Regions from separate parts of the Zea mays genome. Here region 1 is linked to region 2. The links are chromatin contacts, called in public Hi-C maps. All regions are on one chromosome and are shown on one strand. The core of a region is the stretch at or near the end of the contact, and the rest is flanking DNA. Distances in the headings are between cores, read along the strand shown.

Region 1 (4,598 bases), core at 592-3,091, 200 kb before region 2:
ATGAACACTAGGATAGATATATGGATGATAGTAAGACCTATTGTGACAACGAAAGCTTTGATACCCGATGATAGGTACCGAGTTATATTCGGCACTAGGGTGCCCCGATCTTCACGGCAGTAGGTCGATAAATAGGATAGTTGGCTATAAAGGTAACATAATAACAGGGTAAATTTGTTGAAGAATAGTGGGTAATTGACTTTATACCTGATCAAGGTCGGAGGTGACCAAGCGACAGGGAGAGAGACACCAAAACCATGTAGACTTCGACTCGATCTCCAAACGGCCGCAGAAGCACAACCAGAACTAAGCCACACAATGTGAGGCAGCCATACTGGAACTCGAGAGGCACAAACTAGTGGATCCCAGAGGATTCTCTTCACAAATCTAGGAAGAACAAGGAAGAACAAGGGTAGAGTAAGCACTCAGCATCTCGGCTGCGCTAATCACTTGGATTATCAAATCATCAAAGGTTATCAAAAGTTGTTTTACATCATAGACATAGGGGGTATTTATACTAGCAACAACCACCTTAGATAGGTATAAACACGAAAAGAAAATATTTAACGTGCTAATGTGAAGGGGCCTCTTCGTAAGATCTCCAGAGCTGAATTCTGCATGGTTGTTTGACTTCTGCGCAACCTTCAATATTTTGATAATAACTTCTTCTAGGAGTCTCCAAATGGCGTGGGGCTGCATGCGTTGGAAAGCTGACTTGATAAGCTTTATCACCATTTATAGCATGCCTCATGAAACTTCGTAGAATGATGCAGTTTAATACTTAAACTTGGTCATCAAGCAGACTGTTGACCTTCTGACCATAGGTCAGCCACCTTGCTGGTAGATTTGATTAAGTCGGCCTCAAAAGCATTGGAAACTAGACTTCAAGATCTTTCCAAAAAGTACTTATAGGCATTCATATCTTTTGGAGATCAAAAGATATGACTGTTTCTTCTGGACGATTCTGTCGCGTCGGACTGACTGACTTAAGCAATATCAACATACACGACTTAGGTAGCATAAAGTTCTTATTAGTGTTTAATTAAAATTAATAAAGTAACGCATGCACCTTTTATTTTATCGTTTTTGTTTGGCTTCGAGTGATAGGTTCAATAAGAATGGTCGGCAAGGTTGACAATATTGGTATGGTCACATCAGTTGTGTGCTTAAAGATAGCTATATATCCAATTGAGTGATACTGATAGAACACTTGTGTTGAGGTTAAAGTGAGGAGTTGTTGCGATCATTGTGAATGGAGTTAAGCTCTCATTCAGATGTAAAGCGGGCAATTAATTACGACCGTGCAGAGTGAGTGAACCAGAACGAAATGCAAACCATGCAAGAAAGCGCAGATAAGGATTCTGTGCTGCGGATAAGGCAGCTGTACTGAGGATCCAAGACGACGAATCGACGATGAGTTCAGTGTGTTCACCCCGTTCCGTTTCTCGCCGAAACTATCTTGATCCTTTGCCCGTTGGATCCATCGAATCAACAAGCCGTCACGACAGGCCGCGCGTATCATCGATTAACAATCACACCACCACGACGGCGACGTGCCGACGAGGCAGCTACAGCGACGGAGACGTACGGAGACCAATAAGGCCAGTCCACCTCTGGCCCGCGCGTCCGTCGCACAATCGTGCGGTGCCGCGTCGTCCATGTCGCCTCGCTAGCTAGCTAGCTGCCGGCGCCGCGGAGGAATCTCAGGCGGCAGCTACGTCCACATAAAAAGCCCACGGCGAAATAAGCCCGGCCGGCGCGACGGGAGTCTGTTTGTGCACGGCCAATAGCCAGGCGCGCGCGCGGCGCCCGGGGCCGTGCGTGCGCGTGTGTTGTCTTGGAGGCATCGGGATCCAGCCGCGAGCGGCCGCTGGCGTGGCCATCCACCAGCCGGCCGTCGCAGCATGCAAGAGGACATCACCCGCCTTTTCGAATTTCGACGCTTCAGCTAGCCGGCTGGACTTGTTGGCTCTTGAGAGGCCTCTAGGTTTCAGAAAGAGGATGTGCGCCCTGTCCTGTCAGGCGATCGTGTTCAGACGTTCCGTCAGATATTTCTCGCGAGCTTCCTTGACCTTCTATTTCGTCTTTCCAGCACGGTTTAATCGTACTCTTATCTCAATCCAGTGGCAAACGAGGCGCAGCAAGATCTATATAGATGCCTAGCGTAGAGCCACGTCAGCATGACTCATGCATACTCTAGGACCTGTTTCTGAACCTAGCAGTCAATCGTTTGATACCACGTGCTGGAGCACCAGCATTCTTAATATATGCCCTAATAATTTTTTAAGTTAAAAGCCTATTAGCAAAAAAAACTGTTAGTTTGTTTGGTTTGAGCAACGAGGTAGTCCATCATCTTCTCACTTTCTTGTTTGGTTTGAGGAATATAATAAATTGATTCATCACCATTTCATTTATCATTGGTTAATAATTAGTAATAATATAAGGAATGAGTTCATTCCACCAAATATATGGAATGGACTCATGATGCACCATCTCATCGATCTAGAATGGATTGATTCTTCAAACCAAACATCTCCTATATATAGGAAGAGGTCGAGAATCATTTTAGCCGTAGTTGTCTCTCTCACTAATATTGCGGGTGTTTAAGGTATCTTGACAATTTCTCGCTACGCACACGGTACTAGCACACCGACCTCACGATGTTTCCTCTTCGTATATATGGATATAATAAAGATGTTGCAATTGTTGCGGTATTGTTGATTAGAGATTGATTTGAGGAGCACGAGTGAATGTGCTGCGGCTACTGGTACACGAGGACATTCAACTACTTCTATACATCGATGCCTTCTTGTTCCGCTGTGCTGCGTGTCTAGTAGTAACAATCCAGGGTCCTCTACTCATATGCTAACTTGAACATGGTAGATATGCTAGTGTATAGTGTACACGTTTTCTTTTAGTTGTATCAGAGCTAAGTCATGCACAACTTTTGATATGGATGGTATTTGCATATAGGCGATATGCCTAGTAGATTGGATCTTCTTTTGCTTTGGTTGTAGTATAGATTGTAACATATGAGGATGTTGTCGGTATAATCGCACAACTCATTTCTCCCTACTAGATGAAATCACTAACAAAACATAATACCATTTCTTTTTTCCTCCTGGCCACTTAGATAACCTACCCCTATCAACTAGAATCATCATCAAGGCTATCAGCACATGAATCTTTCCGTTTATGAAAGACAACAAATCTGAGTTGGATGTACTATTATCGTTGTATCTCACGCGATTACCAATATGATTAACGTTAAAATAGAGGCATTGGATTCGTTGTTTGTGTACAAGGCATAAATTGTATGCACAATCCCTTTTTACACAATGTGGTAGTATTCGGTTCTCCGCATAACTTGATTTTGCATGGAATGTTATGAATGCTATGGCCTAAATGTAACAACCACAAACGGGACTTGGTGATGAAGATCACCACATGATAAAGGGATATACTATCTCATTTAATATGATTACCTATGGTATTTTATTTTTTTGTAATACTATTCGTTCATGTGCTAAATATGATAGGACAACTTCCCTTGAAAAAATTAAGAGTTTATTTTGATGCCATTCCAATTCTTAAGTCTATAAAGATCCTAATCATCACTTGGTAGATCTGACAAAGCAGAGTGTCATCGATTATTTTAATCTAATAGGGGGTGCGAGACATCTTCATGCACAGTATAAACTTTATTAATGAGGCTATCGAATCATATTTGGGCCATGCACATGGTGTTCGGAGATGTGGCATTATGTGGCAGAACGAACCGCCCGAATTATTCCAGCTTAAGTGCCTAAGTCACGCCTCAAGGACCGTAACACACTTAAATCGGAATAACCTGTCAGTCCCTTAGATCTAGTCCACTACTCCTCTTGCTCCTCTCCTGCTAGAGCAGCATCCCACTCACCGTCCAACCCGGTGGCAGGGTGGTAGGCCAAGTCACACCATCAACCATATCCTGAAGTGTACCTGCAAAAATTATGCCACAAGCAAGGCTGAGTATACTAATACTCAGCTAGACTTACCCGGTGTGAGGAGTCTACTCCTCTACCTCTAGACCATGCAGCTGTTTGGCTGAGGGGTTTGGTTTGCCAAAAGCACTAGGTGTATCTAAAATCAAATTTTAGCTTTTCAAATTCTAGCATCATTATCTTAACTAAGTTTGCTTCTTCTAAGCATACATGGTAGCAAGCATTTAGTACATACAACAAGTTATCTCATGTAACCTCATTTCACTTCTTACTCGATGTAGTACAAGGGGTCAAGTAGTCTCATTAGCTGCGAGAAGCAGACGATTCGAATCGAGTTTTAACCTTGCAAGGTAAACCTAAACACACGACATGTCAGGGCACTCCGTCGCCACACACGTCAACCGTCCCCATCTATTCCCCGTTCGCGGCCAGGCCTCACCACCTTGGCATACAATGCTCCACTGACCCCGGCTGCCGCTGTGCCGTGACCGCACTTGTACCCACCATAGCTAGCATGGGAGACCCAGTCTCAGGTCGCGTGAGGGATAAAGTCCTCGCCCGGCTTCACTCGGGTACTAGGTTTACCGACATGTGTTTAGTACGTTCAAAAGCTTG
Region 2 (4,192 bases), core at 449-2,948:
CACCAGCCGGTTGCTATCAGGGGATCAACAAGGAAAAAAAACCAGAATAGGCGAAGGGATAAGGTTAACCTACGGGTAGGATGAAGGGAGGAACCACAGCCACTTATTTCAGGCCTGCTAAATGCTTGACATTCTTGCATTAGTGTTACCCGACAAACTAAAGAAAAAATAACAATAACAATAATAATCAATATGCAAGAGATTTTTTTAAGGAAACATAACATGCTCTTCATGGGCCATATATACACCACCAGTTTGATATCCACACATAAAGAGTTCACAAATAAAAGTTACGTACAGATTCTTTCGCAAATTTCACTATTACATAAATGTTTTATGGGCATGCTACGAACGTAAGGTTGATATGTGTCATTATGGTTCAGGTTGTGATGAGTGTGTTGGCGCCGATCTGGACATCAATCATTGCGATGTGTACCGGCGGCGGTGCTCTCTGCGGTAGCACAGACGATCCGTGGCCAAAGGCCAGATGGTCCGTGACCTGGCGTAGGAGCTAGGGTCTCTGCAGATAAGTCGGACGGTCCGCGAGTGTGCGGAGGCGACGAAATTCGCAAACAGCGCCTGGATCTCGTTCCCGGGAGGGACCCCATCGGGGAGGAGAGATCCTAGGGTTTGACTTGGGATCGGCAATGCCACCCAAGACGCCTCTAAACGACGTAGAGCCCGAGAGAGGTGAAGATTAGATGGAGAAAACTATATTACTATCTACTCCTTGGGCAAAATGTAAAGAACAGAAGATATACTGATTGTTTGATCGATTGTATGTGATTCCAATCGGTCGTACCCATTAATATATATAGGAGGAGGTCTGGACCCGTTCCTAGGCGTCTCCCAACAGCAACTGCGGATTTAGAGGGATAAACTCGCGCGAAAAAAGGATTAGTTACGCTAGATTCGATTTATTCGTGGACCGTCCGTAGGCCGGACCGTCCGGCCATGCCTAGTGCACAAATTGTGCTCAACACATCCCCTGCCTTTTGGAGAACCTGAGCGAACAAAAGCACTCATGTAGCACCCAAAATTCCATTTTGGGATTCATAGGAGTTCCTCCAGAAATATTTGAGTTAAAATACCCTTTAATAATTGAGTTCCTTTTGTTCAAAGTAAATTCTCCTAAAATAAATAATAATATCAACAGCTTGGTAGTTTAAAACTTTGATCCAAATCTTGAAACTATAGTTAAGTTGAAACTATGTAACAATACTTAAAGGAAACACTTTCAATCTATCTATTGTAAATTTATAACTAGAGCACTCCTTAAAAATAATCTCGAATAAAAAATAAATCATGGTGAAGATTTTATATAAGAATTATCCTAACTAATTAAATAATATTTGTTTGAATAACTTTTAATTCAAGCACACATTCAAAAAAATGATATATTCCTAAAAATGGATATAATGTGAATTATTCCTTATTATATGTTTTTGAGCATTTGCTTAAAAGAATAGAATAATAATAGTAAAACAAAATATATATTTTGTATCACGTTGTATTTTAGTGTGTGCATTAAAATATGTGAAGCTTAAATTAGATTTGAATTTGAAATGAAATAGAAAATAAAAGTGAAAGGAAAAGAAAAAGAGAAAGAAATACGTTACCTCGGCTGGGCCGAATCCCAGTCGCGCGGCCCAACCAACCACTCCCACTGCTCGGCTTGCGCGCACTGGTCGGCCGCTGGTGGCCTGGGCCAACTGGACAACTCAACCCTTAACGGACGCCTGCGCCATGTTACACCGCCGTGTGTGGCCGCGTTGGCAGATCCGCCTCCTTCGTCGACCCGATCTCCACTGCAACAAACCGAGAAGATCCCGGAGGCTCGCACGTTCGACGCGGGTGAGTGCGGGCGCCTTTCCCTCTCTCCTATGGCTATAAAGCCGTATTCTCGGGGCCCAACCTCCTCCTCTCCATTGTAATTCCGCCGGCGTGGCCGACTACTCTAACCTCTAGATCATCGTCAGCACTGTGAGAGAGAAGAAACGCCGCCGTAGACAATCCATGTCCACGCCGTCGCCTAGCCCTCAACAAACCACTTAGGCGATTCTCTGGTGCGTGCGGGTCGTGTGGTAGGGTGCTGTTGGGTGCGGGTACCTTCTGTGCCAACCGGATTTCTCGCTGGAGTTGGGGAGCCGCCGCGGATCCGCCTCTGGCTGTGGTCGATCGGCTGCGCTTTATCATTCTGAGTAGGTAGCCCTCTTCAAGTTCTCTATTGTCCCCGCTACGTTTAGAGCTCATTATCTTAGGAATTCGTGCATCGGAGGCTTGAAATGGGGTGCGCGCCGTTGGTGCGCCGCCGTGCGGGCTAACTGCGCCGCCGGCCTGGGCTCGGGTGGAGGAAGAAGGTCCCTGAGCCGCGCATTTCGTGATCAATGGTTGCGATTAGATCGTATCGTGTGTGGTCTTGTGACCGTCAATTCTGAATGAATGGCGGGGATTCGGTCATCGTAACGATTCGGCGCGAAAGCTTGTGATCCGTCGATGTTGGATCCGAGGGTAGCGAGAGCGTTTACTGATTCATTTTAATGTGGGTCGTGACACTTTCTGTCAGTAGCTGGACTGTTCGTCGTTAGGAGCTTTAAAGAGTCATCTACTTTAAATTTAGAGGATGAGGACGTTCTTTATTATCTCCAGCAACGTTCTCTAAACGATCCTCTAAATTTAGAGAACGCTGTTGGATCCTCTATATGTAGAGTTTCTCTAAATGGTCTTTATCTATTTGAATACTTTAAACAACCGGTTTAATAAAACTAAAATATGTACAATATATTTAAGAGTATGACAAATACGTATGTACAAAAATTAAAAAATTAAAAATGTCTTTAATATAAGTATTTATATATAGAGGACGTGATTTAGAGGACGTTGTTGGAGAGAAAGTAGATATAGGAGATGAAATTTTTTAGAGAAGACTGTAAATGATAGATATAGAGGATATATATAGAGGACGTTGCTGGAGACAGTCTTAGAGGCCAGACTCTAAGGGAGGACCGAACCGTCCAGCCTTAGGCCGGACTGTCCACAATAGAGGCTGAGCCTCGTGTCTCTTTCTATTCTTTATCGAATCGTTTGACTTCGAGGGCCAGATTGTCCACAACCTGGGACATGCACTTTTTGAATGTATTCATTATTTAACCTTTACTTGGATTTTAGCCATTTCTCCATCGACTTTAGCATTAAAGTGATGAAGCCTTTTATATCTATACTTATGAATTAATAATTAGAAAAATCAACTCATGTGAGACATGTGGCAGTCTCATAGGTCCAAAGTATGGAAGCATCTGTGGCAGAACCACACAGATTATTCCAGCTTAAGCGCCTAAGTCGCACCCTTAAAGTCAGCAACACACTTAAATCGAAATAACCCGTCAGTCCCTCGGATCTAGTCCGATAAAGCCACTTATCCAGGATCGAATACCACTAGCTCACGCGAAGGTGAGGCACAGAGAAATACAATAAAGCATAATACCACAAATTTAAGAAATATCAATAGTGATTACATTATCGGAGTTTCAAAAGCAGTAACAATAGTTTTTAGTGCAGCGGAAATAACTAATGGAGAAAACCGAGTAACATGGCGAAGCCTGACCACGCTACTCCTCCTGGTCCTCTCCTGTGGTACACTAGAACAAGGCCTGAGCTGTGACTGGCTTCGTCTGAAAGCCTTAGAAACTGGTCACCAGCATGTGATAGTCGCCTAGAGGGGGGGTGAATAAGGCGAAACTGAAATTTACAAATATAAACACAACTACAAGCCGGGTTAGCGTTAGTAATAAAGAAATGAGTCCGCGAGAGAGGATGCAAAACAAATCGCAAGTGAATAAACAAGTGAGACACACGGATTTGTTTTACCGAGGTTCGGTTCTTGCAAACCTACTCCCCGTTGAGGAGGCCACAAAGGCCGGGTCTCTTTCAACCCTTCCCTCTCTCAAACGATCCCTCGGATCGAGTGAGCTTTCTCTTCTCAATCACTTGGAACACAAAGTTCCCACAAGGACCACCACAAGATTGGTGTCTCTTGCCTCAATTACAAGTGAGTTTGTTCGCAATGAAAGAATCAAGAAAGAAGAAAGCAATCCAAGCGCAAGAGCTCGAAAGAACACAAGCAAATCACTCTCTCTAGTCACTATGGCGTTGTGTGGAATTTAGAGAGGATTTGATCTCTTTGGTGTGTCTA

Evidence for each region. A called contact is a pair of places that touch in the nucleus more often than the background predicts.
Region 1: a contact with region 2 is called in a Hi-C map of leaf, with 3 times the contacts expected there. The contact joins two enhancer-like sites. A contact is called at or near these places in 2 of 25 Hi-C or Micro-C datasets (both in leaf).

Annotation. Positions count from the first base shown.
Region 1 is chr9:85,473,859-85,478,456 of Zm-B73-REFERENCE-NAM-5.0, reverse strand. No RefSeq gene overlaps it. Among protein-coding and RNA genes, the nearest start is that of LOC100191563, 50 kb to the right of the region's middle. Within about 2 kb of position 1,841, at least 12 of the 20 cell types and tissues checked have an H3K27ac peak or open chromatin away from gene starts, as enhancers often do. A contact at or near this core is called in leaf, where this site is marked.
Region 2 is chr9:85,276,782-85,280,973 of Zm-B73-REFERENCE-NAM-5.0, reverse strand. No RefSeq gene overlaps it. Among protein-coding and RNA genes, the nearest start is that of LOC109942325, 16 kb to the right of the region's middle. Within about 2 kb of position 1,698, at least 20 of the 20 cell types and tissues checked have an H3K27ac peak or open chromatin away from gene starts, as enhancers often do. A contact at or near this core is called in leaf, where this site is marked.